Regions from separate parts of the Pan troglodytes genome. Here region 1 is linked to region 2. A link is a contact called in public Hi-C data. All regions are on one chromosome and are shown on one strand. Each heading gives the region's core, a stretch centred on a gene start, on an enhancer-like site or on the middle of the called end of the contact. The rest is flanking DNA. Distances are from core to core; before and after follow the strand shown.

Evidence for each region. A called contact is a pair of places that touch in the nucleus more often than the background predicts.
Region 1: a contact with region 2 is called in a Hi-C map of stem cell-derived neural progenitor cells, with 4 times the contacts expected there. The contact joins the enhancer-like site here to the promoter of IGFBP5 in region 2. A contact is called at or near these places in 3 of 7 Hi-C or Micro-C datasets (induced pluripotent stem cells and stem cell-derived neural progenitor cells).

What each region holds. Positions count from the first base shown.
Region 1 is chr13:119,036,419-119,040,324 of NHGRI_mPanTro3-v2.0_pri, forward strand. The region is part of intron 2 of LOC104005375 (a long non-coding RNA gene); the gene reads left to right. Among named protein-coding and RNA genes, the nearest start is that of IGFBP5, 80 kb to the left of the region's middle. Within about 2 kb of position 1,278, at least 6 of the 24 cell types and tissues checked have an H3K27ac peak or open chromatin away from gene starts, as enhancers often do. A contact at or near this core is called in stem cell-derived neural progenitor cells, where this site is marked.
Region 2 is chr13:118,956,887-118,960,783 of NHGRI_mPanTro3-v2.0_pri, forward strand. It overlaps IGFBP5 (insulin like growth factor binding protein 5), which reads right to left and starts at 1,630. Exons shown (of 4, transcript XM_003309465.7): 1 at 1-1,630. The coding sequence starts at 321.

The sequences.
Region 1 (3,906 bases), core at 28-2,527, 79 kb after region 2:
TGGCAATGATGGGGCAGAGCATGAAGGTGAGAAGGAGTTGGGTCGCTGTGCCTGGTAGCATCAGAATCTCTTCTATCTCAAGGTCCTGAGAGGTATGTGGATACTTGTGGATGCATTGGTGGCCAAGTTCATTGGTGGCCAAAAAGAAAAAAAGTAAATAATCAAAGACCGCACAGAGAAACTAGAACATTAAAACAACTTCTCCAGAAAGATGGGCAAAATGAAGGTGAGACTAAACAGAGACCTTGATACCTTGAGATCCAGCCTCAAGTTCTCGTGGTCACATGCTGTTGCTTCTTGGACTCTGAGATCTCTGGATGCCACTCTTGGAATTCTTGGAGAGGATCTGGGACTCTCCCCACATTGGGGAGGAGGCAGACTCACAGGATTTTAGTCTATGTGACATGTAACTAGATTGGCAACAAAGGAAACCACATCATAGCCACATAGAGGAGGGAATGCAGCCACGGAGCTGGAATTGCCTGCCTCGGGGGTGATGGTTGGAGTCCCTCAATATTTGACAAGAGTCTATCTTTATTTTCTGAAAAGAAGCAGAGTAGAAATGAAAAAGAATCATTCAAAGGATGACGAGTTGAGTGTTTGGAGGGGCAGTTACAGTTTCCACTCCTTAAACACTGGGAAAACAACAAGAGTTGCAGCACCCCTAGAGATTCCGGAGAGTTCTGGACTGCACTGGAAGTGCATGGAAGCTGAGTGGGAGGGGGAGGAAAGTGATGCCTAAAAATACTCCATGAGGGAGGGCTTATGAGGTCATCTCCCCAGGATACTCTGTCTACCCTGGCCAGACTCTGACCGCAGCCCCAGGGCCAGCTCTGAGTACAGTCATCTGAATAGGGCAGGAGCTTAGGAACGGGTGTTGATGGATGGGCAGCTTGAGAGGGACAAGGGGAACCTGGAGAGGATTCAGAGAAGGGACCCAGAGGTGATGAAATGGCTGGAAACTAGAGCTCGGTGGCCAGGTCAAGGGACTGGGACTGGCTCTACCTGGAGAAGAGAGGGAGGTTGAGTGAGGGGTTAGGGAAGAGCCCTGCCCTCTGGTGCTCAGGCCCTGGCTCTTCTCTGGCCTTGCTGAGGATGGAATTAGGGTCACAGTGCAGCTTTGCTCTTGAGGATGGACTGAGTTCCTGGAGCTTTAGAAACCCTATAGCAAGGGGGAGCTACATTTTCAGATTATCAGCACAATCACCCCCTTCTGTAATTGAGAGTGACTAACACTTACAGCCATTGCAGCTAACAGATCCCTAAAGCCCTTGTGGCCTGGAAGAATGACTCATGAATGGTGTTTCAGACAGCTGGCCTGGCTGGGGGTGGACACAGGTTTGAACAGTTGGGACACATGCCTGGTACGCATCAATCACTCTCAGTCTGTTGCCCAGGCTACAGGGCAGTGGTGCGATCACAGCTCACTGCAGCCTTGAACTCTTGAGCTCAAGTAATCCTCCCAACTCAGGCTCTGAGTAGCTGGGATTCCAGGTGTGAGCGATTGTGCCCAGTCTGAAGCCCCTCATTTTTACACTGGACCCATGAAAGGAGGACTGGAGTGAGGTTGGAGTGGGTGGGTATAGACTTTCTCAGGAGGAAGAAACTAACTCATACTTCTGTGGCACCTTCCTTGTGCCAAGAACTTTACGTGGGTAGCCTCATTTAATTTTTACAATAATCCTGTCGGGGAAGGAAGAGACAAACTGTTCTTTCCATTTTACAGATTAGGAGATCAAGCAAAAAGAGATTAAGCTTGTACCCAAACTCACCTAGTTACAATTGGAGTGGTACAGTTGAGACCTGACCAGGCAGGTCTAATTCCAGAGCCCACTTGCAGCTGATGAGGGAAATCTAGAGACATAGTCAGATTTTTCATCTGGCCCCAGAACTCTTCAGACAAAGGTGCCCAGGAGCACATCCTTAGGTCAAGCTCACCTTCTGACTCTCAGAGTCCATGTCTAAATTTAGAGAAGGCCAGTTCAGAGATTCTCCAGTACCCCTCCCATGTCTTAGCTTTGGAGGGTCCAACTTGGAGCATCCCTGAGGTTTCCCTAGGTGGAGAGAAAAGCTATGTCGGGGAGGAGAGATGCAGTTTATGTGTCTCAAAGTGGTGAAAGAGATACAATCCCCAAGCTTGGATTTGCAACTGGTGTCTGGTTGCCTTGGCCTGGAATCTGAACCTGAACTGTTTTCCATGGACGAATTAGCTAAACAGTCCAGCCCACAAAGGGAGCAGCTCTGATATGTCGGTGAACAAGCTCAGAGAGGTGGGGGGCCATGGGGGTGCACAGAGTTGAGAGCGGAGGGAGGAAGGCTACTGGCGAGAAGCCGACCTTCTCTTATCTTGCTGCCTGCGGAGTCAGCCTTTGCTTGGGAACCTGGCGAGGAGGCTGGTCTGATTTCCCTGTGGTCTGAACGGTGGGAATTTTGTTTTGGTGGCAGATTATATTTTCCCAAGGTGGTTTGAGTTACACCTACCCTGTTTCATTTAATTAGGCTGGTGCTGCTGTCTATTGTGTCTCCTGGGCCTTCTTGCATGAATAAATAGTAACATGTTTGTTTTCTTTTGGGTGGGGCACTTTTTAAAAAATGGTGGGGTTGGCAAAAGTGGGGAGGTCCTCAGGAGGGATGATGAAGTCATCAGGAAACAGGTTAGAGGCAAATGTTCACCCCGTGGAGCTCAATAACTCCTTTCCCCCACCTCTGGGGCCCACTTCTATACAATGTATTCAGAGCCTCCTCTGTTTTCACTTCTGTTCCCAGCCAGGCTTGCTTTCTCTTTGCAGTGTGCCTGGGAATCAGGTGTTTCCTCCTTCAGGCCTGCTGGCCTCCCCTCATCCCTTCTCATTTTACTGTAGTTTTCCATCCAGCTCCCTCCTTCTCTCTCTCTTTCTCTCCATCTCTCTCTAGCTTCTGGCTACTCCAAGATTATTAACAGGCAACCATGGAATATTATGCAGCCAGAGAAAGAATATAGGAACTGTATACACGTCCACATGTAATGCTTTCCAAGAGATATTGTAAAGAGAAAATGCTGTAAATAGTATGCCCTCTGTGTGTAACAAAGAGATGCTTACCTGTGCACATAATATTTCTGGAAATACACAAAAGAACTGGATGGAGTCTGGAATAGAGTCTGGATTTGGAGACAGACCTACTTTTATATTGCATTCTTGAGTGCTATTGACATTTTTTATTATGTGCATGTATTACTTTTTATAATAAAGAATTAATTTATAAAAGGAAAGCATACTATAATATTGTACATATTTAATTACTAGATTAAGCAGTGATTACGTTCTGTCTTAGAGGATGCAGGTTTGAATCCTAGTTACACCAAATATTAAGTATCTGAATGTAGTTTATTTAATCTTTCTAAACCTCAGTTCCCTCATCTGTAAAAATAATAACCACGCCTACTTTACGAGGTTTTTAATCTTATACTTTGCAGTGAAGGCTATTGGTCGAGTACATCACTAAATGGAAGTAAGTTTTAATTTCTGTGTGAAATTCTCCTTGAAAGTAAAAGCACAAATTATAAAAATAATTCAGACCATGGATTCTGGTTTTTCCATTTAGAAAATGATATTACTAAATAATGAAAGTCTAGCTTGCAAGAAGAGTGAGAGTGTTGTTTACCTGGGATTGTTTTAGAGGCTTTGGGGAAGAGGCCAAGCGTTGGGCAATGGGGAGAATTTGGTGAGGCTAGAGGTGAGGCCATTGCAGTTATAGGCAACAGTGAGGGCAGGGTGAAAGGAGGAAGGGACAGAGGATAGTGGTAAACAATGAGTAGATCAGTTGCGCTGGAGAAGCAGTTTCCTCTAGAGGGCGATAAATAGAGACAAACAGGTTGGAACCGGAAGGCCAAGCCAAGGATCATACACTGTGTCCTACAGGCAGTGG
Region 2 (3,897 bases), core at 380-2,879:
GCGGTAGCTCTTTTCGTTGAGGCAAACCCCGCGGCCGTGCAGCAGGGCGTGCAGCGGCTTCTCCTCGTCCTGCCGGGGGAGGCACCGCAGCCCCTGGGCGCAGCGCTCGGTGTAGACGCCGCACGACTGCCCCTCGGCCAGGGCGCAGGTCATGCAGCAGCCGCAGCCCGGCTCCTTGACCAGCTCGCAGCCCAGGGGGCTGGGGGGGCACATGGAGAGGGCTTTCTCGTCGCAGGGCTCGCAGTGCACGAAGGAGCCCAGGCTCTGGGCCGGCCCCGCATAGGCGGCCAGCAGCAGGAGGACCGCGGTGAGCAACACCATCTTCTCTTAGTCGCCCCCTTTACCTCGGGGTGGGGCAGGAGAGCGAGAGTGCAGGGATAAAGGGGCCAAGAGGGCCCCCGGAGATTTTTTTGTTTTTGTTTTTGTTTTAAAATTTCTGGCAGGTAGAGCAGGTGCCCTCCCCCAGACACTTGCAAAAATGTAGAGAGAGGTGGAGGACTGGGGTGCCTGCGAGCAGGTCCCAGTTGCAAGAATTAAAGCCTTGCAACAGGTTGGGGGAAGCAGGGCAGCGCCAGGTGCACGCAGTGAGCGGAGGCCGGAGAAACCCTCAAGCCTGAGCGGGTCAGAATTATACGGGGAAAAAAGCCGCAAAATTGTTCACCCCCAAGCAACCACCGAAATAATGAGATCGGATGCAGTGGAGATGGCGTTGGGGGTGGGAGAGAAAAATGGATTTATCTTTAAAATTTTTGCTTAAAATCTAAAATATACCCCGCTTTCTAACCCTCAGCTGCCAGCGGTGCGCGGCGCCGCAGAACAGGTAAGAGGCGTTGGCTGCAGCCGAGAGGGTGGGAGAAAATGTTGAAATCAAGAAATTAAAAAACAAAAACAAAAACAAAAAAACCCCAAACCCTAACACCTCTTTTCTCCCACTTTGCCACCTCCTCTTCGAAATTCGCAGTTTCTACGCGAAGTCCGGAGAAGGGTGAAAACGGAGGAGGGGTAATGAAAAGGAGCAAAAAAGGGAAAAAGCCCACACTGCTTTGCAGCTCTTTCCTAGCTCTTTTCCCCTGCAGAAGTTTCCAAAGAGACTACGGGCTCCGGGAGAGCAGGCGCTTTTAAATAGCCGGCCCCTGGCTGCCAGCCAGTTTGTAGCTGCAATTTGAGCTTCCCAACACCCAACTCAGGCAAGGATGCCAAGGAGCTCTGCAGTACAAACTCACACGGGGTGGGGGTGGGGAGAGGCCTTCTAGACACAAGGGGGCTCCCCTTCGCTCCCTGAACAGCGCCCTCCTCCCCCCGGAATGTAAGAAAGGGGCAAGGGGGACAGGCTGGGGCTACCGAGAATGGGGAAGAGGTGGAGGGGCCAGTGGAAGACAGAGTTCTTCGGAGCAGGGTGAACACAATGAGGAGAGTAACTTCGTCTCCCCCTCCCTCCTATCCTTTAACTAGTCAAGGCACAGGCTGAAGGGAGACGTATTTTCTTCTTAGCCAACTGGATATACCATGCCCAAGAAATCTTCCTAAGCTTCTGCAATGGACTGTATGCTGGTGTCTGTTTCCATGTGGGGTGTGTGTGTGTGTGTTTGGGGGACAGGTAGTGTAGGATGGCCAGTGATGTCTGGTGAGCTAAATTTAAAAAAGAAAAAAAATTGAATTTCTCCCCTAAAAGTCTGGAGAAGAGGATTTAATCAGGGGGTTTCTGTACTCATGATGAAGAGGTGACCAGTTGCCTTCAGCTACGTTGGCCAGGGAGGTTCTCTCTCTCTTTCTCTCTCTCTCTCTCTGTGTGTGTATGTGTGTGTGTTGTGTACCTGCAGGAATGGACATTCATACAACAGCATTATTGAGAGCAGCGAGTTGCAGAGATGGACACTTTGGAGGAAACGCTAAGTCTGAAAACCTTGCATGGTGGCCTAAAGTGTCCTTGTGTGTGGGGTTCTTAGAGGGAAGAAAGGTGGATTGGAGTGACACTTCCCTCTCTGTCATTTTGCAGAGGTATTTCTATTGGGCAGGGCCACATCCCTGGAGGGAGTGGGTGGCAGAGTAGCTGGAGGAGACCTTGTGATAGGTTGACAGGTTAGTTGGTGCTTATAGGCACATCTCAGGAATATGAGCTGACAGGGCCACAGGACCTGCTTGGAAGAGGTCCTGACCAGGAACCGAATCATGCCACTAGAACCTCTTTAATAAAATGAAAGAAAACTAAAGCCTTGAAAAAAGGAAGGTGGTGGTTTTAGCTTTTTCTGAAATTGACCTGAGTGGGCCATGAGCCTCACAGGCAAGTCAGAGAGAAATGACCAATGTCACTGCCCCTGCTGGGTGGACTTGGTGTGGGCTGTTACACCTTTTACATTGTGCTTCCTCCCTTGAGAAGTATTCTAACTTTCCTTTGGAGAAGGGGCTGCATTTCATGAAGTTTGCCACTAGACTGCACCCTTATCTATGATAAGAATTCTTTCTGGAGGACTGCTTTTAAGAAAATATTTTTTCTTGCTCGTTCAGTTCAGGAGCATCTCACTTTATGCCGTTAACACCCCCAGATCCTGATCTCTCTTCTCACTTATCTATTTGCCGAAAGGCACATTTTAAAACAAGGTTAACGTTTAAAGTTATGTCTTTGCCTGTACTGCCAAAGGGGATTTAGGTGGTGGCTGGGAGAGGGAGGAGCATTGTGTGTAATGATTAAAACAAAAAATAGCAGCAAAGCTCATCTTAATTTCTTCTTTTCTCTGTCTGAGGGCTTGGTAAGGTAGGAACAAATCAATATTCAAAACTTTGGTGGAAATATTTTAGAAGTGAGGGAGATCATGTGTTATTTTGTCATTTGTGTCAAGTTCAGACTACAAGAGTGGCAGCAGAATGTGTGCAGTATGTTCTCTTCCCTGCTCCTATTTCTTTCTGCACACCCTTAGCAGCTCAGCCTGCCTCAGGCACACTGGTAGCTTTTAAGATGATTGGGGGAAATTGTGGTACTCCTTCCAAAGAAACATGAGTTGCCTCGTTCCAGTCACCCTGTATTCTGAGAGAGATGGCCTCTAGTGACACCTCTTTTTGTGTAGCCGACTTCCAATGGCTGGATAATACAATATGTGAAGACAGGTAAAAGGAGGGGGGATCACTCACAGAAAAGATAAAAAGGGTAGAGAGAAGGGAGGAGGAGAATGTGGTGGGAGCTGGACCCTGGGGCAGAGCAGTACAGGTTGCCATGGAGAGAGGTTACTCTGCAAGACTGTAAATGTTAAGCAGCCATTCTTTTTTTTTATACTTTAAGTTCTAGGGTACATGTGCACAATGCGCAGGTTTGTTACATATGTATACATGTGCCATGTTGGTGTGCTAAGCAGCCACTCTTTATCTCCACTTAGAAATGGGCTTAGGTTATAAGGGATTCAGACACTGGAGCTGTTGTCCAAGAGACCCTGGGATAGGCTTCCCGAGAGGGCATGAGAGAAAGAAGAATTCTCAGTAGCCTGGGATTGTCTATAGTAATTTCATCCAAAGATGGAGGACTGGCCAGATGGGTGTTGTTTCTGAGTCCATAATTAACATATGACAGTGGAGTGGGAAGGTGTTGGTGTTGTTACTGCAGGATGCGGGATTATGGAGGATGCCTATGAGCCTTACTTGATTCCATTTTCCCCTTCCCTCCATTCTGGAGGTCTAGATCTGTTCACAATCACCTTTAGAAAATTGCTTGTAGAAAAAAAAAATAGTTTGCATCAACCAGGGTAATTGGGAGGGGATCATTAATTCCTGCCAGATACAAATGTTCCCTTCCTAGAGACCCCCCTTTGCTGCCGGCTTGCTTTCGCTGTCATGGGCTTCCCAACTCTGGCATAGACTAGCTTCTATACCTGTCAACTGCATCTTTTTCGGGGAAGTAGTATTTAAATA